Linked DNA regions of Sus scrofa: regions 1, 3 and 4 are each linked to region 2. A link is a contact called in public Hi-C and promoter capture Hi-C data. All regions are on one chromosome and are shown on one strand. Each heading gives the region's core, a stretch centred on a gene start, on an enhancer-like site or on the middle of the called end of the contact. The rest is flanking DNA. Distances are from core to core; before and after follow the strand shown. Region 1 overlaps JMJD1C (probable JmjC domain-containing histone demethylation protein 2C). Region 2 holds the start of JMJD1C (probable JmjC domain-containing histone demethylation protein 2C). Region 3 has its middle 190 kb from the start of JMJD1C. Region 4 overlaps JMJD1C (probable JmjC domain-containing histone demethylation protein 2C).

Region 1 (6,694 bases), core at 2,668-5,167, 130 kb after region 2:
TTTGTTTGGTCTGTGACTTATCTTTTTATTTCCTTAACATTGTCTCTCACTGAGCAAAAAATTTTTAATTTTGATAACATCTAATTTATCACATTTTATTTTTATGTTTTGTGCTTTTGAAGTGATTTCTAAGAATTCTTTACAACAAAGACTTTATTTTCTTCAAGAAGTTTTAGCTTTTGTGTTTAAGTCTATAACCTATTTGGGCCTGACTTTTATATAGGGTGGGAAGTATGGATTGAAAAATTTGTGGTGGGGCAGTGTTTTTGTTAGTTTTGTTTTGTTTTGTTTTGTTGAATATCGGTGTGCAGTTATCCTAGCATCGTTTGTTGAAAAGATTATATCCTTCAAGTTACGTTTGTACGATTCTCAAAAATCACTTGTCATTTCTGTATGGGTCTGTTTCTGGACTTGATTCTCTCACGTTGATTTGTGTGTCTTTCTTTTTGGCAATACCACACTCTCTTGAATAATGTTAGCTTTATAGTGAGTCTTGAAACCAAATAGTGTGTCTTCCAACTTTTTTCTTTTTAAAAAGTTGTTTGATCTATTCTGTATTGTTTCTCTTATATAAATTTAAGAGTATACAAAAATCCTGTTGGGATTTTCATTGAAATTGAATTATTTTATAGATCAATTGGGAAATTTTACTTATTTAAGAATATTGAAGAGTTCCCATCAGTGGCTCACTGGTTAACGAATCTGACTAGGAACCATGAAGTTGCCCAAAAAAGCAAAAAAAAAACCAGTTCTTTCATGCTAATGGTCTTTTTTTTAAATCATTGAGTAATGTTTTATTGGGTGATGTACCACAACCTATTTATTCACCATAAAGACATTTTGATTGCATCCAAATTTTGTCATAAATTTAGCAAATTTTGTGCATATATCTTTTTGAATTGTAGTTTTGTCTGAATATATGCCCAGGAGTGAGATTGCTGGATCATATGGTAGTTCTGTATTTAGGTTTTTTTTTTTTTTTTTTTGGTTTGTTTTTTAGGGCCATACCCGTGGCATATGGAAATTCCCAGGCTAGGGGTCAGATTGGAGCTACATCTGCCAGCCTATGCCACAGCCACAGCAACAAGGGATCCGAGCCACATCTGCGACCTACACCACAGCTCACGGCAACTCCAGATCCTTAACCCACTGAGTGAGGCCAGGGATTGAACCTCTATCCTCATGGGTTCTAGTCAGTCAGATTGATTTCCACTGAGCCCTGATTAGAACTCCTACATTTAGTTTTCTGAGGAACCTCCCAACTGTTTTCCATAGTGGTTGTACCAATTTACATTCATTCCCACCAACAGTGTTATTTGTAGACTTACTACTAATGATGGCTGTTCTGACCAGTGTGAGGTGGTACCTACCTCATTGTAGTTTTGATTTGCATTTCTGTAATAATTAGTGAAGTTGAGCATATTTTTCTTGTGGCTGCTGGCCATCTGTATGTCTTCTTTGGAAAAATGTCTATTTATTAGGTCTTCTGCCCATTTTTTGATTGGGCTGTTTGTTTCTTTGCTGTTGAGTTGTATGAGTTATATACTTTGGAGATTAAAGCCTTGTTGGTTGCATTGTTTGCATCTATTTTCTCCCATTCTGTAGGTTGCCTTTTCGTTTTTTTAATGGTTTCTTTTGCGGTCCAAAATCTGTAAGTGTGATTAGGTCCCATTTGTTGATTTTTTTTTTTTCTATTGCCTTGGGAGACTGACCTAAGAAAACATTTGTGTGATTTATGTCAGAGAATGTTTTGCCTATGTTCTTTTCTAGGAGTTTTATGATCTCTTGTCTTATGTCTAAATCTTTAAGCCATTTTGAGTAAAACAGTATGTACGTTCCTCAGAAAAACAAAAATAGAATTGCCATGTGATCCAATCCTGGGCATATATCCAGACAAAACTTCAATTCAAAAAGATACGTGGACTCTTACTTCATAGGAGCACTATTCACAATAGCCTATTCATGGAAACAACTTAACTATCCATTGACAGACAAATAGGTTAAGAAAATGTGTTAATGATACACAATGGAATACTACTCAGCCATAAAAAAGAATAAAATAATGCCATTTGCAGCAACATGGATAGAATTAGAGATTCTCATACTAAGTGAAGTAAGAAAGAGAAAGGTAAATACTATATAGTATCACTTATATGTGGAGTCTAAAATGTGGCACAAATGAACCTATCTACAGAACAGAAACAGACTCACAGACATGGAGAACAGACTTGTGGTTGCCAAGCGGGGAGAGGGGACAGTCTAAGAGTAGTAGATAGTAGTTAGTAGTTGATAGTAGATGCAAATTATTATATTTAGAACAGGTAGGAGTTCCCGTCGTGGCGCAGTGGTTAACGAATCCGGCCCAAGAAATAGCAAAAAAAAAAAAAAAAAAAAAAAAAAAGAACAGGTAATCAATGAGGTCCTGCTGTATATAGAGAAGAGAACTGTATTCAATCACTTGTGATAGAACATGATTGAAAAAATATGTGTGTGTGTATACACACACGTATGTATGAGAAAATATGTATGAGAAAAGTTTGCTTTTTCTCATGTATACATGAGAAACGTGTGTGTATATACATTTATATTTATAAATGTGTGTGCATGTGTTTTTTGCTCATGTATGAGAATAGTGTGTGTATGTATACACATGTAGACATTGTTAATCAACTATATATACATATATAGACATTGTAAATCAACTATAATTTTAGAAATAAATTTATCTGAAACTATTCTGGATATAAATTTAGACTTTCTGTATCACTCATTATTACAAGTGCTATTTTAGTGCTAGGAGGGACAAACATTAAATATTCTCAGATCTATTTCATTTGTGTTCAACGAGGCAAATACAAAGTATATCTTGCTATGAAAGTGTATGATCGAGGTTTTTTTTTTTAAATAATATTCTGTGTGTATTTTTTCATTAAACAAGTACCCATTCAATATTGAATTATAATACAGTGATAATATTTTCTGACCAATTTTGAGTCCTGTGGTAAAAGATTTTATTACGTCTTTATGAAACTTTATCATTCTTAGAATGCTGTGGAAGCATATCTTCAGAGGCTCTCTCCCTGTTTTGCTTTTATAATCTGCTTTAGATTTGGAAACTATATAATGTGGTTTATTATTACTATCTGTATACTAGTGTAATAAGCTCTGACCCAAGATGAGAGAATTTGCCTTTGGGTAAAATGCATTTGTTTTTAATGAATGGAATTTGTAACATCTTTCTTGGCTCATTAGAAGCCTTTTGGCACTTTTTTTAGTTCTGTTGTATTTCAGATAAACAGCAATAGAGCAATAGTATTTCCCTACATAAAAATAATATATTTAGAACTCAGTACTTTTTTGCACAAATATATTTGTTTCCTCGTTAAAAAATAGGTTCTTCTATTACTTAGCTTTCTTCATTGGTAAAGTAAGTATCGTGTTTCTTTATCCCAATTAATTATTTTATTAACATACACATGAGCAGTTCAGTTGAGCAACAAAAGCATATTTTAGGTTTATGAATCTGTTACTAGTCCCCCAATACTGAGTTCTTTATGAAGTGTATAAAGAAAGAATGTTCTCGACATTGTTATCATATGTGTAGTATATATATACTATATTACATTATTACACAAGTCTTTTTTTCTATGGTAACTTCTTAAAAGTCTATTTCGGAAGGTAAATGGAGGGAAATAACAATAAAAAAATTAAAGTTAAAGCAGAAGTAATTTTTAGTAGTGTGAAAATAAGGAATAGAAATACCTAATTTTTTTATTCCAAGTGTCACAGAAATATATTTTACCTCTGGCTAACTCTTTGAGAAGTTACTTATCTGGAAAACCAAATGTGTAAAGAATATCTGATGATTTTGAGTTGCCTCAGCTACTTAATGGATTAACTGCCTATTTCCACTATCTTCTGGCTCAGTTAATGAAAGACCACATGGCTATAGACAAAAACATAGCATAGTGTCTGTTATAGACATGAGAGGAAAGACCCAGTTTTTTTATGAAATTTCAGGAAGGAACAAAGTATCTTGTAGTTGGAATAGAAAGGTGAAAGGAGTCATTGGATTTGGAGTTGGTAGTAGTAATGGAAGCAGAAAAGTTTTGAGAATTGATTGCCAGTTAGGTGATTGAAAGTAAACTGCCAGCACAAATTTTCAAAACTGTGGAGCTTTAGGACTAAATTTAAGAGGCTAGTGATCAGTTGCTAAGGAAAAAAATCATAACCTAATATACACTTAGACGATGATTGATTTTCATATTGGAAGATTTTCAGTCTTTTAAAAAGTACTCCTAGATTGGAATGATTTATTATGGGAGCTTTTGCACTTGTCCTCTTTTTGATTAAAACTTACTTTTTTTTTTTTTTGGTCTTTTTTTTTTTTTTTTTTGCTATTTCTTGGGCCACTCCTGCGGCATATGGAGATTCCCAGGCTAGGGGTCGAATCAGATCTGTAGCCACCGGCCTATGCCAGAGCCAAAGCAACGCGGGATCCGAGCCGCATCTGCAACCTACAACACAGCCCACGGCAATGCCGGATCGTTAACCCACTGAGCAAGGGCAGGGATCGAACCCACAACTTCATGGTTCCTAGTCGGATTCGTTAACCACTGTGCCACGACGGGAACTCCTAAAACTTATTTAATACCATTTCTGATCGTGTTTCAAAAGAACAAAACCAGAATTTGAATCTTTTTCTAAATTATTTTGAGGATTTATTAACAAGCATTTGTAATATTTAGGACTTTGCATTTAACTTGGGTTTTTCTTTAAGCTGCTGTCCTTCTCTTTTTTAAACTCTTTAGTTATAGCCTTCAGTTTTGGGAAGTACTCCCAGGAATCACTTTTCTCTTAACCCATAGAAGAGTCCTCTATGTTAATTTGTTCCCATGCTTTAAAAGCATTCGCAGGAGTTACCGTTGTGGCGCAGCAGAAATGAATCCAACTAGGACCTCTGAAGTTGCGGGTTCGATCCCTGGCCTCTGTCAGTGAGTTAGGGATCTGGCATTCCTGTGAGCTGTGGTGTAGGTCAAAGACAGTGCTCGGATCCCGCATTGCTGTGGCTGTGGCGTAGGCCAGCAGCTATAGCTCTAATTTGACCCCTAGCCTGGGAACCTCCGTGTGCTGCTGGTACATCCCTAAAAAGTAAAAAAAAAAAAAAAAAAAAAAAAAAAGCATTCTCAGAATCTTTGTTCCTAGAAGGCTTTTTCCTCCTTGTTTGGTAAAGCTCCTTCTTTCTCTTCCTCATCTTTTGTATTGTGTAGAAATTACTGTACCCTCTATAATGCATTCTTATGCTAAAAAAGAACTTAACTGATGGTTTTACTCCTTTTTAGCCATTCAGCATTTTTTAGTGTTTTCACTGGTGCTACCAAAAAAATCAGAGAACTTCTAAATTTAGCCATTTTCAGTTGTGTATCATTTAAATAATTGTCTAAAAGCTGTAAGTTGCATAACTTCTCTAAGGTTTATTTTTCTCTTTCATAAAACCTTACCCAACCAATAGTGTGTAAGCTCTCAAATTTCAGCTGCTGCTGTCATTAGTAATGTTATGGACCCAGTGTTTGTGACCCCTTAAATTCATGTGTTCTAACAACCACTATAAAGTAATAGAGATGGGGTGTTTGGGAGATAATTTGGTTTAGGTGAAGTCATGAGGCTGAGACACCCATTATTGGTTTAGTGCTTTAATAAGAAGAGACCAGAGAGCTTTTTCTATCTTTGTGATCATGTCAGTACATATTGAGAAGGCGGCTTGTGTAACCAAGGGGAGAGTTCTCACCATAAATTGACCTGCTCTAATCAGTCTTCCAGCCTCTGTAACTGTGAGAAAATAAATTTCTGTTCTGTATGGTATTTTGTTAAAGCATTACAAGCAGACTCAGAAATCATCATCCTCATAATTGATATTAAATACTATGCATAATTTATCCAGAAGATACTCAATTTTATAATAAAGAATTTAGATTACTTGATAGGGATGTAATTCTTTTTCGTTAAATGTAAAGAAGGTAATTAAAACCTAAGCATCTTCAAATAGTTTACAATTCTTGATGCATCTTGTTCACTAAATAGTCTTATAAAAATAAGATTATTAGGTAAGTAACTTATAGAGAAGAGGAATAAGCAATATAGCCATTGAAAGCTAGATTGGTCTCTTTTATTATTTGCTATCTTTGACTCTTTTTCTTATTTTGTTCCCTAGGATCTAATGTGGGGACTCAATGTGGAAAATCTTAAGGCCATTTTTAGTGTTTGGTCATCTACCTTTATGCTGCAAAGGAGTTAGCTACCTAGACATACTTTCTGTTCAGCGATTAATTACAAGCTCTGTGTATCAGCTTGTAGGGGACTATCCTGCTCTATGACTATTAGACCTCTTATAAGCTATTTTATTGTTTTCATTGACTCCATTATTTGCTGCTTGGCCTTTGGCATCAGATTTCTCTGTATCTCAGTTTAAACTTTTGAAAAAGTTGTTCATAATAGTGCCTACTTACTGGGTATATTAATGATGAAGTGGCTTAATATATGTACCTGGCACACAGTAGGCGCTATTCAAGTGTTACTTGTGCGGTTTTTCTTGTTGTTACTGGTGTTGCCTTTATTATCATTACTAATAATACTGGTTATCTGTGGTAGAGCTTTCAATGCACCCTTAGGAGATGAAACATTACCTCTCTCATCC
Region 2 (6,713 bases), core at 2,576-5,075:
TTTAGTAACTGCTATCAATGGTCAAAAAAATATTCATAGCCTTTGACTCAGAAATACTCCTCTTGGATATTTACCCTAACGAAGCACTTAAAAGTATATATAAATGAGTAATATAATCACATTATAGCATTAACTATGATAATGAAATATTAGAAGTGTTCTAAAAGAAAAACTAAAAACAAACAAAAAAAACCAGAAGAATGGCTATGAAAATTATGAATACTGGCCTGATCAAATAGAAGATATAAGATTTCAGAGCAATCCAGAAGACGTTTACCATATAATAATAAATAACAGTGTAAAAAACTTTAAAAACTATACTCTTAATTACAACTGTTACCTACACAGACAGAAAAATGTAAATTGGAAATAGTTTAAACATCCAATCTGCTGGACTATAGGGGACTATGTTCTTACCTGTTCTGATAACTACTAACACTTACTGAATACTTAACTTTACCTGATGTTGGACAATGGACATTATATGAACACATTTAATCCCATGGCGTAGGCTATAGCCAATACTAAATGGCAGAGCTAATACCTGAATTCAGGCCATCTGTTTTTTTTTTTTTTTTTTTTGCTATTCTTGGCCGCTCCCGCATATGGAGTTCCAGGCTAGGGTTGAATTGGAGCTGTAGCCACGGCTACACCAGACCCACAGGGGGATCGAGCCACGTCTGCGACCTACACCACAGCTCATGCGCCGGACCTTAACCACTGAGCAAGGCAGGACGAACCGCAACCTCATGTTCTAGTCGGATTCGTTAACTGCACCACGGAATCCAGCCATCTGTTTTAAGTCCCAATCTTAACCACATGCTATGTTGTATACACAAATTAACAAAATCTGGAAAAATGGGATTCCCCTCAACCTCTAAGAATCATGTTTTAAAAGGTAAGTTATGGGTATTACATATTTTATCACATATAATACATTTGGGAATCTTGGATTACTATCCTTTATAATTGCAAACTAACCTTTCAATCTTGCCTGTCAAGTTAAAGTGAGTTGATTTTAAGACTGGAAATAGTGAAAAATCTTCTCAGAGCATCACAGAATGCTATAGCTATATAAAAGAGTTTGGAGATTACCAGATACCTTTATCTCTGTAGAGAAAGAAACAGGTCTGTAATCAGTAAGAGGTTGACTCAAGGTCATTCAGCTGGTTAATACAACCAAAGCCAGTTCTAAACTCCAGGTTTCCAACGATAATGACTAGGAGTTCCATGTCGTGGCTCAGTGGTAATGAGCCCTACTAGTATCCATGAGGATGCGGGTTTGATCCCTGGCCTGGTGCAGTGGGATAAGGATCTGACTTTGCCATGAGCTATGGTGTAGGTCGCAGACTCAGCTTGGATTTGGTGTTGCTATGGCTGTGGTGTAGGTCAGCAGCTGCATCTCTGATTTGACCCTTTCATATGCTGTGGTGCGGCCCTAAAAAGACAAAAAAGAAAGAAAGAAAGAAAAAAAAAAAAAGACAAGGACAAAGATGCTTGTATTTAGTATGTGGCCCAGGGCCATGCAGCTATTAACTGGCATCCTGGTCTGATTTCCAAGCCAATGCTCTTCCCGGAAATAGTCTGCCACAAGGTCTGGGGAGAAAGTGCTTGTGTACACAGGGAGCTCTGGTTAAAGAGGGTCCTTGTGTTCTATACACATGCCAAAGAGGTTCATGTTGAGAGAACTGTCTGATCTTTCTTCAGGCTGACTAGCTTGGTTGCTCCAGGGGATAAGAAAGAATTTAAGCAAGTTTTATCTGCTGGTGTTAAAAAGGTTTCCAAGTTTGTGTAGACCCTGGGGTTGATCCTTTATGTTCTCATGTATGATCAAGAGAGTAGAAAAAAATTCAGTGATTAGAGAAAGAGAAACTAAGAAGCAGAGGGGCAAAATATAATTCCCTGACTTGTGTGTTTTCTCATATGCTAATAGCTCAATGGCTTGTAAAATAGATTTCCTGACACTTGATAAATACATTTCTATGAACTTTTCTCCTTATTTTGTTCCCTTTCCTTTGTTTTCAACTCTGTAGATGGTAGCACTGCAGGCTTGAACCCCCTTTTCCTAGTTAGGGAGCCCTTTTACTGCTCCAGTCTTCAGAGTCTCCATTTACAAACATCTCACACAAAGGAGAGAGTCTACCAAAGCAAAGTCACTGCTGCCTAATAATATCACTTCTTCCTGAAATTCCCTGAAAGCAGGCCAAGCCTACCTTTCCCGCTTCCTCTCTCCCCAGTCCCTCAAGTCTTCAGTAACTAATCTGGGCTTTCCCTCCTCTGTGCTTTGGCTCGAAGTGATCCCTTTATCTGGAATCGTCTCCTTTTGCATCTTTGGCTTGTCTAAATTCGGTCTGTCCTTTAAGGCCCATCTCAAATGTAATCTTGCTTTTTCTGATTCTCCAACCAGATAGAATCCCTTCCTTGCCTAAACACTATAGCACTGAGTGTAACTCTTAGAACACTTGACCTGTTCTGCAGATAGCAGTGTATTTGAACTGTCAGTTCCGTGAAGATCAATTATGTGTTATTAAACTTTGTGTTTACAGAGAGCATCTAGAAAAGACATTAATACTCATAGCCGGTGATCAAAACCAAAAATCTGATTTTGAGTAATGCAAATTAAAAGTGCTTCACAATCTTTTCTAACTATAAATTAAAGAACTGGATTAAAAAAAAAACAAAACAGAGAATTAAAAAAAAAAAAATAGTACAGCCTCTTAATAGGACACTTGATTTTCCAGGCACAGAAGTAAGAACTGATAGACATCTAGTAGGCCAGGAAAGGTATTCCTGTATTATGAAAATTAATATTCAAAGGCCCCAAAAGGCAAAAATAAATAAATCAAAATCTGAAAACATCTGTGGTATGCTTTTATTTCTTGATCTTCAGTTTTATACAAATGAACACAGGACGTTCTGGAGATTTAAAACTAGAAACTGTACCAAAGAAGAACAAACTGCATTAATACAATCAAATGACACATTTTGAATGCTATCATAAATCAGGGTGAGCAGGACTACTAAGCAATTGATTCACTCTCAAACAAAATAAAACCAAACAAACAGAAAAATTAGCTCCTCCCCACTGAGAAACAAAACAAAACAAAAAATCTGGTAACTTTTTTTCCCCCACATTACAAAGCTAATCAGAGAAGCCTGCCACCTCATAAAAACATTTCATAAAAGTACCGAGATTATATTACTCCTACAGAGATCATGAATAATGAACCCACAAGTCCCTGGCTGTAACTACGTCACTGTTGACTTAGTGACTTTTGTTTTTGAGAAGGGGGTTAAGCTGGGAAGAATGGGAGGAAACCAGTTTAAACTGTAGGCCAACTGGTACCTTTAGAGTAAACACCACAACTCAACTAATTTTTTTCCTTATGGGCCTGCAGCACTTGGTAAGAGCACAATGAACTGATAATTTGAACAAAGGCAACAGGCACCTGCAGCCTCTCAATCCCTTTACAAATATTTCCTCCAAGACAGGGCCAAATTCTGGGATCTGGGCGAGCAGGCGGGTGCCATCATTCAGTAACGAGCTCCTTTCTCGATAAGCTGTAAATCTTGGGTCAACTAGGACCCTTCCAGGGATCTGAAATGGGAGCGGTCGAGGGGTTTTAGACAAATCTCTCCTCCTACCACACGTGACCGAATGGCAATCAGCCGCCCAGAGAACCCCGCACCGCACCAGCCGCAGGATACAAAGGATCCGCGCTGCCACGGCATCCTCAGCAGGATCCCAGAGCCTCCCGCGCTCAGCTTCTGCGGAGCCTGCGCAGGGCGCCGCCGCGAGGCGCGCCGCTCCCGGGCCCGCAGGGCGGTGCCGCGCAGCGCGGGGAGCGGGAGCAGGGAGCGCGCGCCGCCTGCCCTGCGCGCCTGCCCACCCAGCGCCGCGGGAGCAGGGCCGACAAGCCGCACGCAGTTGGGCCGCGCAGCAGCCGCCGGGCCCTCGTCCGACGCAGGGAGCCCCGCAGCGACGTGGACTAGGGTGAGGAGGTTGAGGGCGCCCAGTTCCCGGGCAGGCCCGAGGTCGGGCCAGCCCACCCTGCCCAGACCCGGGCTTTCCCTTCTCCTGGCCCCTGTCCCACCCCACCCCCACCCCGGGCCTCGCGGAGAGGTGAGGGGCGCCGTGAGCGGAACTTACACCACGGCTCTGGAGATCATCCAGGACACCATCTTCCCAGGGGCTTGGACCCCACCGGGGAGGGTGGGTGGGCGCCGAGCGTGACGGACCAGGCCGTCAACGGTAGGCCGCGCGCTCGCCGGCTCCTCGCGCTCCCCGGGGCCGCGCTGGCGCCCTCGGGAGCCGGGCCCGGTGTCTGCGCGCGGCGGCCGGAGCTGCGCGGCGGTCGATCCCCCGCCCGTCCCCGCCTGCCGGAGGAGCCGTCGCCGAGCCAGCGGGCCCCGCCCCTGCGCTCCGCTGATAGGCGGCGGCCGCGGCGCGTTGGCCGAGGCCCGGTCTGGGCGGCCGGGCTCCGGGGGTTGAGCTGGCGGGACCCCTAGCCGCACCCGAAGGCCTCGTGGCCGGGATCCCTGCACTCTCACCTCCCACTTCCTGCTTTTAGTATCCCTGGGACGCCTACCTGGCGTAGAGGAGAGGGGAGGTGGTGGGAGGCTGAGGAAGGGGATTGTCAGTGCCTGAGTGAAAAACAAAATAGTGGCAGGAACTCTGTCCAGTAGAATCCTCTGGACCAGGCCCTAGGTTCTGGAGAGGAGCGATTTTGAGATGTTTCGCTATATCCGGTGTTCTTACTGTTGTCCTAGGCCTGGGGCATCCTCGAAGTACCGCTTTTTAAGGCAAACATCTAGAGGCTCTGTGCACAGGCTTCTGTGTGTACCAGGAGTCTTCTGGTGCGTGGTGTAATGCAGGCAGGGGTAGAAGGAGCAAGCATTGGATTTCAAGTTTGCAGTAGTAGGTGTACTGGTATCGCTGTTCTGGGCCTCTTAGGGCACCTTTCCATTACAGCATCTGCAAAGCCTGTTTTACAGATACTCCTCTGATCTGCCAGATAGACAAAGTAAAATTTGGGCCTAGAATTCCTGACCTGTTCTGCGATTTACACCTATTTTTTGGTAGGTTGAATTACTGCTTACACCTAACAGTTCTTGGAGGTGTCATAATTTGAAGAGATGGAATTTAAACTCAATTTTTTGGTGGTAGTACCAAATTGAGAAGACGATCTTAAGTTTTTTTTTTTTTCTTTTAAGACTATAGTAAAAGATAATTCTAGTATTCATATGGTAAGAAGAAAAAAGTATGAAATGTGAGTTTCAACTCTTTAATTAAAAGTTCTGGAAAATGTAATAGCTTATTTTGTGACCATATTGTAATTTATTATTTTTGTTTCTCAGTTTCCCCATAGTAAAAAGAGGCTGATAATACTGCAACCTACCTCTTGCCTTCCAGGGACATGAAGCACTGTTAGGAAAGTTCTGTGACATGCTTGGGAGAAAATCAGGAACACATAAAAGATTACCCTGAATTATTTTAAGGTCCCAGGTTTAATACATTTGGTAATATTTTTATTACTTAAGGAATGAACTCAAAAGTGCTTTCTACTCTTGGGGTAGGCTCTTTTTGCTTATTTACTCATATTAAGAATGTATTTTAATTTCAGGGATCTTGTTAATGAAAATTTGCATTTATTCAGAATCTTATTTTTGGACCTTATTCAACATTATTTGGAAATCAAAAGTGTCACATCAGCACCAGTTTTCAGGAAAGTTCTCTTGCCCAATAAACCCAAAAGTTATTTGAAGGGTATTCAGATCCTTCCGTGAACAAGTCCCAAAATGTTTTTCCAGCCTAATTTTTACCTCCTTCTCAACCCCTAATGTACCCTTTTCCTACCTCTCTTCTCTGAACCAAGCTGTGTTTTCATGCTCAGTTCCTTTGCCTGGAATTAATTTTTTCTTTAATGGTTTGCGTCCCATTTTCTACCTCTCAGAATCCTTGTTTTTCACTGTCCTGTGCCATAAAGATGTCCTTGCTTTCATAGTTATTCATCATTTTCTCTAGGCCCCCATAATTTACTCCTTGAATTTCTTTTTATTTTATTTTATTTTATTTTTATCTTTTTAGGACAGCACCCGTGGCATATGGAGGTTCCAAGGGTAGGGGTCCGGTCGGAGCTGTAGTCTGTGGCCTACACCATCAGCCACAGCAACGCAGTATCTGAGCCACAAGGAACCTACACCACAGCTCACAGCAACACCAGATCCTTAACCCACTGAGCGAGGCCAGGGATTGAATCTGTGTTCTCATGGATTCTAGCTAGGTTCATTTCCATTAAGCCATGGCAGGAACTCCCTGAATTTCTTTTTAAAGCCTGTGTCATTCTGCTTTGTATTATGGTTATGTTTTACCTATGTCTAATCTCCTGAATGGTAAAATGTTTAAGTACAGGAATGGCATATTAGTAATCTTTGTGTTTTCCTCGTATCTAGAATAGGTTAATTGCCCAGTAAAAGTGTGAAACATGTTTTTTAGATACAGTCACTCTCAAGTGTAGAAACTTTGTAAAATTTTAGCCGTGTGCAGTGGAAGTCTCTTAAAGATGTTTTTCTTGCCTTCCTATTTTGGGGGTCATCATTCTGAATATTAATTTTATTTCACTGTCTTGCAATACACTAATGCTTTCAGGGGTTGTTAAGATATATATGACTGCTGACTTCTCTCTGAAATGTCCACAGGCTGCTGTGCGTTA
Region 3 (6,189 bases), core at 1,885-4,384, 190 kb before region 2:
AAGGATTAAATCCCATTTTCATTTGATTCTTTCTCTCTCAAGAAAAAAGGCTATGCCTGATACTTCAGTATGAAAAGAACAAAACTCTCATTTACTGTCTTTAGCAGACTTATTGTTGCAATTATTATAGTATTATAGAATACATGTATCCAAATGGCAGAAAAATTGACTAAAATGCATATTACCCTATACAAATCTTAACATTCAATTATCTGCTAAAATAATATGTTCATTAAATATACTAATAACATTAAAAGGCTACCATTATTACAGAATGCAGCGTACAATTCTGGAGTTTAAATACACACTCCATTTTAGTATGCTTCCTCCAGAGTAGAATACATGAAATCAATTTTTTTAACATGGAGGTAGATAATAAAAAGTATTTTTAACCAAGAAAGAAAAAAGGAAAAAAGAACCATTAGCTCCCAGGCCAAGAATTCATTGGGAACCTGAATGTAGGTAAAGTTGTTTTCCTGAAACTTACTCTTCAGTGGAACTTTTCTATATTGAAAAATGTGATTGAACAACCTATTAAGGTTCTACCATTCTATAGCACTTTTTGGCAGCTTACAATGCACATTTAAATACGCAGATTCTCTGAACAGCTCTGTGAGATAGAGAGGACAAAAATTCTTCTTAAAGTCCATGAACCTGGCAAACTGACCCTCTTCAAATTGAATTTAGTCCATGTTCCTATTTGTCTATTTTTGTGAAACTTGCAAGGATTTTTTTTTTAATTAGTTGCCAATATTTAAAAGTTTAGAGCTTTCACATTAAAATAAAGAACTGGCTGCCCCAGTGGCTCACATTCCAAAGTGGCAGTAATTGGTTTGAAGTGAGTTAGGTAGAAGCTACCTCATTTTTGAGGGCTTTTTCTCTCCAATTCATAACAACCCCAGTCAGTCTCAATTGCACCGAAAACTGAGACACAGATTCAGTTGCTATTTATCAAGTTTTATGGGGCTTCTTTCTCTCATAACATGGCGTTTCTGGTCCCTGGGTCTGAGGAAAAATGAACTTGGTCACCCCAGTGTGAATTGGAGACTGGCACTTGCCTCTACATGGATTGAATCATGAGCCACTACAGCTGCTGACCCTCAACACCCCCTGAAAGGATCTCAGGGTGGAGGCATTCTATGCTCTGGGGAAACTAGCAGAACAGGACTAAAGATACTTAGATATTTTCAGAAGATTTTATAAGCCCAATTCTTGCATCTCCTCATATCTAGAAAAGCGCTAAAATTCTTCACGTTGACATTGGCTCCTTGTGACTAGCAGCAACCTTCTGTAAATGTATGCTTCACCAAAATCACATATATACTGACATTGCCCCCTAACTCTTGGAAGTGGTATTTCAGAGCTCTCTGAAACGCTGCCGCCCATGCTATAGTGCTCATTTTGCCCCAAATCAAACTTAATTCTCAAGTTTTAGGTTGTGCTGGGTTTTTTTTTTAAGTTGACACCAGTCACCCCAGGACCAGTGAGAACACATTACTCATAGGTAAGGCTTGGGGTATCTGTTGATAATTTGGAAATAACTTAGGAGGTTAAATATGGAAAAAACCATTCCAAATCCTCTCAAACTCTTCATTGTAGGAAGAGGAAACTGAGTTCCCAGAAGGCTAAAGAACTCACATCATATGGTACAGTGAACTTGCAGAAAAGCCCAGCCCAGAGACCAGGTCACTTAACTCCAGGTTTCTTCTACTAGGGGGAAAAAAAAAATCAGGAAAAAGAAGTAGCTACTGTACAGAGAAAAGGTAGTAGAGTAGGGACAAGATCTCCCTTCCCTCTCCCCTAGGCTGTGGCAAACAGCCAACTGCAGCTTGCTGCATATTTAATTTAAACCTTTGTCTGCCCTGGCAAGGACAAAGTACAATCTGTTTTATGTAAAAAGTCTTCCCTGAGGAAAGCCTTGGCCTCCAGCTGCGTAACTGATTGATGTTCTTAAAGCCCCCAGGAACCTCTGCTGGGATCTGAGGTTGTGGTTTCCAAAAAAAGAGTTCGTAAAAGGGAAGCACTGAAAATAATTTCCCCTCCTTTATTGTGTATCTCACAATCTGGGAGAGTTAGCCTGAAACACGAGGGGAGAACATGCAAGTAAAGACTCTGTATTTCAGAGTTCCACACGGAAGGGGAGGAGCTTTGGATGGCTCGGGGATGAGGCAGCCTATTTGCATAGCAAGCACTCTGCTTTTACTTAGATTGCCCATTCCAGTCACTAATGATATCAAAACGTTCTAAAGATGCTTTAGACACACTTGGCAGAAGACTAAGAGCATGGATGTTTTTATTTGGAGCGTTTGTGAAACATGCTAATAGAGATTGAAATCCATCTTATTTTGAGAATGTTGTGCTATTCCTGTTCCCATTCTGTCTTTAGGAGACCCTGATCTGGGGTGACACTTCTTATGAAAATAAGGCCAGTTATGAAATCTAGTTTTTGAGTTGCCTTCTGGATGTTCCTGGATTGGTCAGGGTCAGGGGAATCTCCTGCCAAGTTTTTGCTCTATCCTTTGTGATCTCTATACCCACTTGGGGCCCAGTGCACAGGTGGCAACACAGATGTGTACCCCTGACTCCCAGAGAGGGCAACACCACTATAAAAATTCTTACGCTAGGAGTTCCCTTCGTGGCACAGCAGAAACAAATCCGACTAAGAACTAAGGGGTTGCGGGTTCCATCCCTGGCCTCACTCAGTGGGTTAAGGATCCGACATTGCCTTGAGCTGTGGTGTAGGTCACAGACGTGGCTCGGATCCCAGTTGCTGTGGCTGTGGTGTAGGCTGGCAGCTGTAGCTCCAATTAGACGCCTAGCCTGGGAACCACCATGGGTGTGGGCCTAAAAAGCAAAAAAATAAAAATAAGAAAAGTTCTTAAGCTAACCAAGTTTAAACCTGGAGGACCAGCCCTTCCCTCTGGCCCTAAGGCCTGCCTGGAGCAGACTGTATGTCAGGCTGGGAGGAGGGCATAGATTAGGGTGCAAGGGCCTGCCTTCATCTTCTGGCTTAGGGGGCTGAACTTCAACTTGGAGTCAGAACAAAGCCGCTGCCAGCTCAGGGCTAAGGAGCTTGGGCTGGTCTTGGGGTGGAGCCAGGACCCAGAAACCAATGCCATGAGCCACCAGCTGGCTCTGGTCCCAGGAGCCTGTGCAGCTGCCGTGCAGGCCAGACTGGGCCTGCAGACTGTCACTGTGCCAGCAGCTCTATTAGACTCCCAGTCTCTGCTCCCGGCAGGCTCACACCCAGTGGCCTGTGTACTTTGGCAGCAGCCTACCTTAGGCGTGTTCTGAGGTGACTGAATAAATGTTCAGAAAAGCCACATCATCTGCTTGTTCTTATCATTCTGGACATTATATTGTTGTTCTAAAAACCCATAGAGGTCAAGGTGAATAGCTACAAACCCCTAAAGTTTGTTGACCTGATAAAAATGAAAGTGCTGGCGATTTTCCATAACTCTGTATGGTCTAATTTAAGTGCCCATCATTAGTACTCTAACTAGAACAACCAAGGCACCATGACTGTGGAAATAGAAATCCTCTACCACTATATCCAAATGGTGGGGGCAAATCCATGAATGGCAGCATTCGCAGCCATTTTTAGGAGTGCTTCCTGATACCTTGGGCATTCAGCTTTAATAATAAAGTTAACAGCAATTATATTGAGAAAAGGTCAAAAAAGGCAAATCTTTTTTTTTTTTTTTTTAAAGCGTTATACTGTTCCTTTTATATGCTAGATCATTTTCTGTATCAGTGGCTCGGTGGCTCTTCTCCGAGGCAACCAGTCCCACTGACCATCTAGGAACTTTTTCCAAAAGATTAAGTTTGATCTCTTCCTAATCTTGTCCCCCACCAAACATGTTTGGCCTCTCCAGCTTGGTCACAAATTCCAGCATTTCAAAAGGCTGCACCTAGTCCATCTTTAGATTCTCTTATCACCAGGGAAAGGCTTGTACAACTTCTCAATAAACTTTGGCCTTTAGGCAGCTCCCTAATGAGAATAAAGGGCAGGATCCCACAGTGGGGCCAGCAGGATCAGTCCTATGGAGAGCAGCCCAGTAGGGCTTAAGCCATTAAGACCAATAAGACAAGCTCTCAATGCTCAGGAAACTCATAATCTAGGGGAGGCCACTGCTATGTTGCTTAACAAGGTGTTAAGCTGCAGTGTGAACTGAGTGCTATGGGAACTCAAAGGCAGTGATGATTAATTATGCTGGGTATGGGGATTAAAGAGCTGGGAATGTTTCCCAGAGAGAGTCGCCGTTGAGCTAAAACTCAAAGGATGAGCAGGCTTTGATCATGAGGAAATTTAGTGGGCAGAGTGCTCAGCAAGATGCATTCCAGGAAGAGGCACAGTGCAGAAGTCTTCCCGGCACTGAGAGGTGATGATACAGGAAATGTTTGGAGCACAGGAGGTTGTCTGGTACAGTTGCAGTTCATAATCTAAGGTAGAGATGACCCAAGAAAGACTAAAAAGTTAGGTTAGGCCTGATGGTGATTGTCTTGGGAAAAAAAAAAAAAAACTCCTTGGACTTTATTCCGAAAGGAGTGGTGAAGCATGTGAAGGATCTTAAATGACTGGCTAGGTCAGGAGTCAAGGTTAGAGTATGTGATAAGCAGAATTGTCTGGAAATGACTCTGGGAGGTCCCTTTAGGTAGCCTGGACAGGCCAAGGAGAGCCTTTCCCTTCTCCCAGTGGCATGGGCTACCCCAAATTTATAGTTATGGTAGCTACTTCCCCATCCCAGTCAGTTAAGCTGCAGTCCTCCCTGCAGGACTCACATCTCGAGGGCTGAAAAACTTGCTTTCCTGGACAGCTCAAGAAAATGTCTAACACCTAACTCTTATGGCCTCATGCCCCAGAATCTGTGTGTACCCCAGCTGATAAGTTGGTCCCTAACTTTCTATATCTGGAAAACACCTGAAAGTAGGATCCTTTGCCTAAAACATAAACTTTCCATATTCCAGTAGACAGATAAGACACTGAGATTGCAGACTTCTGCTCTTCCTGCAGACACTTCCTAAGTTTCTTCAGTAAAGCCTCTTTCTAAATCCACACCATAGGGTGTTATGAAATGCTTTCTGACCTTGCTGCTTTCTGACCATGGTGAGCCATGAAGGCACCCACATTGCTCCAAAATTGAATAGAGTAGTGTAGAACATTTCCTCATTATCAGTTAAGATTTTTTAAGTTGTAACAGAAAATCCAACTGAAGTTGGCTTTAAAGTTGAAGAGAATTTTTGGTTCACATCATTGTTGGGGTGAACACTGAGTTAACCAAATGTCTCCATGTGTTATCAGTGGCCTATTTCTGTCTCTGCTCTGCCTTCACTAGTGCTAGCTTCATTCTAAAGCTGAGTCTCTAACAGTTGTAGGAAGGCTGTCAGTCATAGTCAGGTCTCAGACATTCATCCGATGGCAAGAGGGGCTTCCAGATGATCATTGCAAGCCAGTATCCTAAATCTATCTTCATCATATAAGCTCATGTCATATATGATCAAATCAATTCATGTACTCATTTAACAGATATTTATTGAGTATCTACTAGTTGCCATCCACTGTTCTAGATTCCAGGACATGGAGATAACATTGGATAACTGACTGGCTTAAGCCAGTTGGTATCCATCACTAGAGGTGGGAGTTTGTTCTGTTTCTCCCAAAATACATGACAGTACAGTATAGGGGTAGAAGTGAAAACCTGGATAAAGACCTTAGTGCTACTGGGAGAGGGGGAAAAGGGAATGTATATAAGTTAGGCAGCCAAATCATCTAGAGTCTTGCTACTGAAAGTGTGGTTCATGAACTGGCATGATTGATAGCTGGGAGCAGATAAATGCAGAATCTCAGGTAATGTCCCAGTTCTGCTGGATTAGAATCTGAATTTTAACAAGATCCCCCAGGTAATCATGTGAACATAAAACTTGGAGACGCACTCATCTACAGGACAGATAAAAACATTGTTATGATTGGAGCTGTAGGGGAAAGAAGTTGGAAAACAAACCAAATGGTCTTGGTAGCACACACAGTTGTTGAGATGTTGCCAGCTCTTAACAATTCTCCTAGTAGGAATTATGTACCTAGCTCCTCTGTCAGAGATGATTCATCCAAGGGAAGATACACCTGCCATGGGTGGACCAATTAATGGATCATCCTTCTGCCATTTCAAACATGAATAGTGAGAGCAAGCT
Region 4 (7,215 bases), core at 3,217-5,716, 240 kb after region 2:
TAGACTTTTTTTCCCTGCCTTTTAAAAAAGTATATTTCTAAGGAGAAATGACTAAACTCTAAAATTCTTTACTTGACAGCACACTGAAAGTATTTTTGATGGTTTAACATTATACTTTATTTTTGAGAACTCAAGAGATACATACTTTGTTTTCTGTACTTTCTCACCTTGGTAAATCTGGAAAGCAAAAACTTTGTATTTGCATTTGCTTTATGAAGGAGACAGTAAACTTGAGCTCTCAGTCTCGCCACTAGTCTGTCTTTGTCTGTTGTTAAAATTATGAGCCAGTCTCTATGGCGCAGCCAAATGAGTAATCACCAGTAATGTGACTCGTGCTGGAAGTGACTCCATCAGCACCTGTGACGGAGGATTAGTTACAGTTTACAGAGCACCGCCTCTTCCCTTCTCTCAGTGTGCCCTAAGCCAAGTAGTCCGTCTCATTTGGGTGTCTGCACTGTTGGAAGCTACTGCAGTGTGTTTCCACACAGACGGAGTACAGTGGGAAAAGGCTTTCTCTAGCTGATGGATGGCTGTTCTCTCTATTTGGAGTATCTTACTGGTTATGTAAGCGACCTCGAGAGAAATTATCCTGACCCAGATCGGAGGATGCAGTAGTGCTTCAGCTGCAGGATTTCTTAGTCGTTAACACTACCGCGCTGATGACAAAGAGCGAGTTGTAATCCTCATCACTGCCGGGACCAAGCCAGAGCAGACAGAAAATCGTCATTTGCTTGTCGGAGACTTGTTAGGTTACAGCCTCTGCTACGTTCTGTGGTCTTGGCTTTTCTTACTCTACAATGACGCCGCCGAAAGTGAGCTCAGAAATGCTTGATTTGAGAGCCATTTGCCTGTGATTTTTGAAGACTTAAGGAAGTGTTTAGGTTAGATTAAAAAATACTGCTCAAGAACAAAATGGAAATGTCAGCTATACTTCCTGACCTTTAAAGCCTTGTCGTGGATATCTGAGATATAAAGATACTTTAAAATTCTCAAGAACAAAGTACGGTTTGTATTTTTCTGCTTCCCTTTTCTTTTGTCTTAATTTACATTTGGTTTTGCTTCTCAGCCTTAGAATTAAGGTCGCTGTCTTTTATAGGTCCAGCCTTAGCGTTCTTATTTTAAGACTTTTTAACTATTTCATTTGTTTAGAAAGAGATTATTGTGTCTGTAGTAATTTCATAACACTGTAACGATTAAATTAAAAACTAGAACTCAGTTGTTTAAAGTATTATAGCAGAAATATTTTAGATTAGAATTTTAGAATATAATGTTTTAAGGGAAGTATGGGTATTTGTTTTGTGAGGCTTTTTGTGTGTGGTGTATTCTTGTCCCCACCCCCAACTTGTTTTCTAACAGTATCGTGTTTTTCAATAGACCTGCTTGGGTGGGAATTTGGACTTTGTTCTTTCGAGTCACTCTAGTTTTTTTTTGTTTTTTTTTTTTTTTTATTCTTTTTAGACTAAACCTTGACTTCTGAAATGTATCCTAGTTTTCTGCTTTAGTATTTTTCTTTAGTGAGATTTGTATCAGATTTTTGTAGTTAATGAGCCTGATTTTTTTTAACTTGGAAAAGGAATTGTTAAATGTTAACCGAAGGTTGTTAGAAACTCACACTGCAGACATAAACTCTGTGAATTTTCAGTTAAATGTTAAATGGTGAGCTTTAACATGGTTTGTTTGAGCAGCTGAGTTTTGTTTGAGAACTGTAGCTGATTTATTTAAAAAATGTTTTTTCGAGGAGGGCTCATCTGTTCGCCTCTTCCTCATGTGAATGGAATGTGGTGCAGCATGGAGCCCCAAACAGGATACAGTTGTTCTAAGCATTCTTCCTATAGCGTGGTAGGCCTACTAGAAATGCAGGCCCTCAACTAAGTATTTATTTTGGCTTTATACTATTTATAAAGTACAGTTAACAGAAAGGGCCGTGAAAGAACTCAATCCATTAATAAAATTAAGAAAGTGTTTTGTTCCATCTATGAATATTCAATTTTTAATTAGTAATTTTAATCTGGATTTTGAGAGGCTTTTTTTCAGCATTGGAATAATAGTCTTTTTGTGATTAAGGCCATATTCTGCTGTGACTTTCATCAGATGGTAGCTCATAGCTTCCCCTTAGGCTGTGGAAGTTCCTCATAGAATGGTGTATCTTTAGTCTTGAATTACTTAGCTATGCATGAGTTCTAGTTTCTTTACATTCCAGTGCACCTAGACCCATGAAATATTTACTACAGATTCATCATAAAAGCTGTGGAATCCATTTGCTTTTATTTAAATATCTTTTTTATTTTTAAGCTAATAATGTCTTTGAAATGTATTTGACTTGGATACAAAAATTAATAATGGTCACATCATTGATTTGCCAGTTTAAAGAATCAGAATGTATTTTAACTTTTAGTTTTAAATGTTGTCATCTTTATTTTTTCCATAAAGTAATAAGTCACATATATTTAGGGTTTTTTATTTTAATATATATTGAAACATTTCTTTATCAAGTACTCAAAGTTTATCAGTACTCGGTGGGGACATATTTGTGTTTTAAATATAATTGCACATTTTAAAATTTACAAGTCGTGGCTCTCTTTGCTATTTAAGAAGCATGGTACAGTTTTGACCTCCATTTGTACATGATTGATTATAAGTATTCATGTATCTGAAATAGACCATTATGTAGTTTATAGTTTTTTAACATTTCTGATAGCTAAATTCAACCAATGACTTTCAATTAGATATCTTAAAATGAGAATTTCTTTTTACTTTAGCTTAGAAACGAAACCTCTTTTTTTCCCCTAACTCGGTCATTTAAATTATGATAAATTGGCCTGTTGAAATTTACCCTGAGAACTCTGACCTACCTTAAAAAGCAGTGTTCTGAGAGATTCTCTTCACAAGAATGTTTTTCATATTATAAAATGACTAGGTCTCATAGGAAATGCAAACCACCTGTATTATTTGCGTAAGAAAGAGGCTTTCAGACTGGAGAGGTTTACTTTTTTTTTCAAATTCTACTTAATTGAATTGTATCTTTAGTGCTTAGATAATACCTTTTGTGGACCTTTTTGTTAACCTTCACAAGTTGACCTTACTTGGTACTGTATAAAAAGAAGTGGAGCATTTGATAAGTTCAAGGATTAAAATTTCTCTTGAGAGGTGTTTCCAGTGTTCTTTCGTTTACTAAAAACTAAACAAAGATATAATATGAAAATGTTACATATTTCACCTAACACATACTGGTAGACTTTTTAAAGTCTAAATGAAATAAATGCTCTTGGATTTCTTACAGACTATAGTCACTTGTTAGGTAAAATGGAATAGCATTTTATGAAATGATAATTCAAGGAATTTATTCTTACATGGGAACAGTAGCTAGAGATAGCTAAATAATCAGGAAATGTCTGTTTTGAAAATATAATTTCTTGCTCAAATAAAAATACTTTTGATACATATGTTGTACTTAAAAAGTTAGCACTAGGACACGGGAGGGAGGATCTTATTGTGATTAGATTTTCTAATTGTAAATAATGAAAATATATGGAGACGTAAGAAAGATTTTTTATGTTACACGTATCATAGAAGGATATATGTAAGTTCATAGTGTGGATCGTGTAGAAATAAGGCCTGTTTAAAATGCTTATTTATTCTCCTGTGTTTTTTATCTTTTTCAAAACACTCCTCAGTGACTCCTCAATCGAAGTGAAAGCTTTAAAAATAATTTCTTAGAGAAATTAACTCCTTAGGAGCAACTCTGACTAAAGATCTTGAAAAGTTTTTCCCAAGAGTGTTTATTAGTTGTGATTAGCAAGATGTTAGATTTCTTTAAGACATAAATAAGAGAACGAGAAATACAGTGGCTTTGGATCTCCTGGGGGTTTTTACTGTCTGTGCTGAAAGCTTTGGTTTGCATCCAAATGGTCACATAAGTTGCTTGTAGCAAGAAAGATTTCCCTGTGTGATATAGGTAATTTAGAAACTGAGTTGCTTGTTTATTTCATTTTCAAACTTAGATTCTTTTATAGTTAAGCCACTATGTGTTTTTAACTTAGTAGAATATTGTTTACATTTTTAAGTTATAAAATAGCACTGTGGGTGTAATACACCTGGTTTTTATTCATGCTGTTTCTCCTTCAAAAGTGAGTGCGGTAGTCATATATGCATACATATCCTCTTCCTCTTGCTTCTTCCTCCTTCCTCTTCCTTTCTTGCCTCCCTCACTCCCGCCCCCCACCCCAAGATATGAGTAAATTCCTTTATGTAAAAGTTGTGTCATCTTTAAAATAATCGAATGACCATGTATTGGATCCTCCCTCTATGTTCTGTCCCCCCCAGCCCCAGTTTTACTTTGTTTTATTTTTTAGTGGTGAAGATCTGGTGAAACTTTACTGAAAGGTGGTTTTTGTGTAATACCTCTTCCCTCCTTTTCCTGCACCCTTCCCCCATACTGCTCTTACTGAAGCAGCTGGATTTTTATTTGTGCTTGGGGCCAGTGCAGGGGCGGGGGTGAGTAGTACATGGGGTGGAGTTAGAAGACCAGATGCATCCTGATCATTTAAAATCCTTCTTGATGTGAATGAGCTAGGAAAAAAAGCGGTACAGATAAATCATAACTACTCTTTTGTAAAGAATAATACTTATAATTTTTTTAAAGAATTGGAGTAATGTGCTCTCTTACTCAGTTTACTTATTTAGAAACAATTTCTGTTTTAATTAGCATAAGTTTTTATGCAAATGTATATTTAAAAAAAATAAATTGAGGCCTATTAATACCCTAGAATTTTTTCATACCATCCTTTAAAATTACATCGTTACTTTTCAATAAATGGGAAATATTGTATGGATAAAAGCATCACTTTAGATTATAATATGAAAACTAGAATTAATTGGTGTCCTAAAGCCATTATGATAATGACTGTAATACATTGTATTTATATATATACACGCCTTCACATTTTGAGAATGAAACCCAGAGAAGTAACCATTAGAATTTTTTTTTATCTTAACAGACTTTCAAACCTCTGGTTGAAAAAAGTGTACCCAGTACAATCACCGCGGTAGAATTCCTTGTAGATAAACAACTGGATTTTTTAACTGAAGATAGTGCCTTCCAGCCCTACCAGGTAAGAAAGTTTAAGTTGCTTTTAAAAATTAATGATTTATTAAACTTCACTGATACTCAGATACTCTTTTGAATATTCAGTTCTAGCTAACCATCAAGGTATATAAGGAATCCAATACATTTGGTAAATTTTAATTATAGGATAAATGATTCATTTATCTGATCAATAAATATACACTGAGACCTTACTATGAACCAGGCACCATCCTGTCGGTGAGAATGCACAAGTGAGCAAATAAAAGCCCCTGCCATTCTAAATAAAGTTCATTGTTAGAAAATAACTGGTTAGATAGTAGTATAAATTATCTTTGTCTCCAGCTCTAAAGATTAAGAATTGGGTCAATTAATGTAATTAAATGAGATTAGTGTTTACTATACACATACATATCAGTTTAGCATAATAGTAATTCGTTTTCTAAGTGGAAATTCTCCTTTAATTGTCATTTATTGAATTGTTCGGTTTCTGAATTTTAGATTCCAGTTGTTACACCTTAAATACAAGTACACTTAATTGGAAAAACATTTTCCTGGTAGGTTTTTAGATTTAAATCATATGGAGAAACTCATCAAAAGTAGTAAGCCAAATTTTTTTTTTTAAATCTCTAGTTAAGTTCTGTTAGTTTTTTCAGGGTAGGAGTAAAAATGCACATAAGTTTGTTTTCTTTGTATATTTGGATTTTAGATTGAATTAAATCAATACATTTTATAGGTTCCTTTTTACTTAAATATTTATGATATTGTAATAATTGTGTTGAGGGAACTAGTTCCACTTTTTTTTAATGCAGCTGGAAGTCAGTATTCCTGTTTCATTTCAGAATAGCTACTGTTTTTCAAAAATAAAATGTAGCGGCATGATTTCCATGGAAAGAACAAGAGCTTGAGTTATTAATGAGCAGTGGTTTGTTGTGTGTGAAGTTATAATACTTAGGAAATTAGTAGTTTTGTGCCTCTTTTATTAAATCTACCAAAAAGAGACGATAGTTCCCTCAGTTAAATGTTATTTCCTATTTTGAAATCATATAGATAATGCTTTTGTCTTTTCACATTACTTTTCATAGTTCATTAAATGGCCTCATTTTTGTGCTGTCAGTTTTTGCTCTTAGATTACAATATTAAATTCCGGTTTAATATTGGAAGTAATAGAGCTCTCCCCTCAATTTTATTTTGTTTTGGTTTTAGTTGTGATGCCATTTAGCTTGTTGTAGGCCTAACTATAATTTCCTTTCTGACCATCTTTTAGTGGGAATTAAACTAGATGAGTCTAGGTAAAAAAATCAGAGGATCTTCCAAATGAGTATTTTAATTCTCTGATTGAAGTTACAGAGCTTGGATTTGATTTTGAGAACTGAAATCATTATGTAGAAATTACTTTTAAAAATAAACTCTTCTTCCAGGTGGCCTAAAACTCTATAGCATGTTTATTAAAATTATAATGATTGAAAGAATGCACTAACATTTTAAAAGGTTTTTTTCCCACACATTTTTAAACTGTTTTAGATTCTGATAATTTTATTATTTGTTGAAAAGTAAATGCACAAGAGCTAAAGAGCTGAAGTCTTAATTGGATTTGATCATTTGTATGATTGTCTTTGTTAGCTCTTTATATTTTCCCTGTTAGTGTAGGTAAGTTGACCTCATGCCTAGAAGGATGCTATATTTTCCTGAGGTGATGTGATTTATTTGAATTTTTAACCATTCGTGTTTCACAAAATAATGTAAATTTTTAGATCTAGGAAATCAGAAGGAATTACACTAAGAACGCTTGGCTTAGGATCCAGCATACCTTAATTCTAGAGTTTCTTAGAAGTTTCTGAAGTAATGGTATTTAGTAGTTTTTTTATGTATCTTAATTTTTATGTTCAGTATTAAAAAATTTAGGTTAAAAATGTAAAAATATTTTCCCCAGTATGTAAATTAGGTACCTACTGTAATATTTTGAATGAAAACTTACTCCAGAGACCAAAGATGGCTCAGTCTAGGTTTTCAAATTTATTTATTTGAATTTGTCAAATATACACATATTCTAGGTAAAAGAAATGATTTTAGACTTCATATAATTAGAGTGGCTTTATCCCAGAATGCCCTTCTCTAACCAGTTGTCCAAA

The links. Promoter capture Hi-C pulls out the DNA fragments that hold promoters and counts their contacts. A called contact is a pair of places that touch in the nucleus more often than the background predicts.
Region 1: a contact with region 2 is called in a promoter capture Hi-C map of fetal liver, with 2.3 times the contacts expected there. The contact joins the enhancer-like site here to the promoter of JMJD1C in region 2. A contact is called at or near these places in 2 of 5 promoter capture datasets (fetal liver and liver), 4 of 47 Hi-C or Micro-C datasets (embryonic fibroblasts, fetal heart ventricle, heart right ventricle and 1 more) and 1 of 2 datasets of contacts at active chromatin or transcription factors (skeletal muscle).
Region 3: a contact with region 2 is called in a Hi-C map of subcutaneous adipose tissue, with 2.3 times the contacts expected there. The contact joins the enhancer-like site here to the promoter of JMJD1C in region 2. A contact is called at or near these places in 1 of 5 promoter capture datasets (liver), 13 of 47 Hi-C or Micro-C datasets (brain, embryonic fibroblasts, fetal skeletal muscle and 7 more) and 2 of 2 datasets of contacts at active chromatin or transcription factors (alveolar macrophages and skeletal muscle).
Region 4: a contact with region 2 is called in a promoter capture Hi-C map of fetal liver, with 3 times the contacts expected there. The contact joins the enhancer-like site here to the promoter of JMJD1C in region 2. A contact is called at or near these places in 3 of 5 promoter capture datasets (fetal liver, fetal skeletal muscle and liver), 3 of 47 Hi-C or Micro-C datasets (epiblast stem cells, heart right ventricle and skeletal muscle) and 2 of 2 datasets of contacts at active chromatin or transcription factors (alveolar macrophages and skeletal muscle).

What each region holds. Positions count from the first base shown.
Region 1 is chr14:66,831,909-66,838,602 of Sscrofa11.1, reverse strand. The region is part of intron 1 of JMJD1C (probable JmjC domain-containing histone demethylation protein 2C); the gene reads left to right. Among named protein-coding and RNA genes, the nearest start is that of MIR1296, 15 kb to the right of the region's middle. Within about 2 kb of position 3,917, at least 2 of the 83 cell types and tissues checked have an H3K27ac peak or open chromatin away from gene starts, as enhancers often do. A contact at or near this core is called in fetal liver, where this site is marked.
Region 2 is chr14:66,964,023-66,970,735 of Sscrofa11.1, reverse strand. JMJD1C (probable JmjC domain-containing histone demethylation protein 2C) reads left to right here and starts at 3,825. Exons shown (of 26, transcript XM_021073644.1): 1 at 3,825-3,994. It overlaps REEP3 (receptor expression-enhancing protein 3), which reads right to left and starts at 4,668. Exons shown (of 8, transcript XM_001925659.6): 1 at 4,151-4,668. The coding sequence starts at 4,182.
Region 3 is chr14:67,156,811-67,162,999 of Sscrofa11.1, reverse strand. No RefSeq gene overlaps it. Among named protein-coding and RNA genes, the nearest start is that of JMJD1C, 190 kb to the right of the region's middle. Within about 2 kb of position 3,134, at least 49 of the 83 cell types and tissues checked have an H3K27ac peak or open chromatin away from gene starts, as enhancers often do. A contact at or near this core is called in fetal skeletal muscle, liver, mesenteric adipose tissue and 4 more, where this site is marked.
Region 4 is chr14:66,722,587-66,729,801 of Sscrofa11.1, reverse strand. It overlaps JMJD1C (probable JmjC domain-containing histone demethylation protein 2C), which reads left to right. Exons shown (of 26, transcript XM_021073644.1): 3 at 4,998-5,111. Among named protein-coding and RNA genes, the nearest start is that of MIR1296, 94 kb to the left of the region's middle. Within about 2 kb of position 4,466, at least 35 of the 83 cell types and tissues checked have an H3K27ac peak or open chromatin away from gene starts, as enhancers often do. A contact at or near this core is called in alveolar macrophages, epiblast stem cells, fetal liver and 2 more, where this site is marked.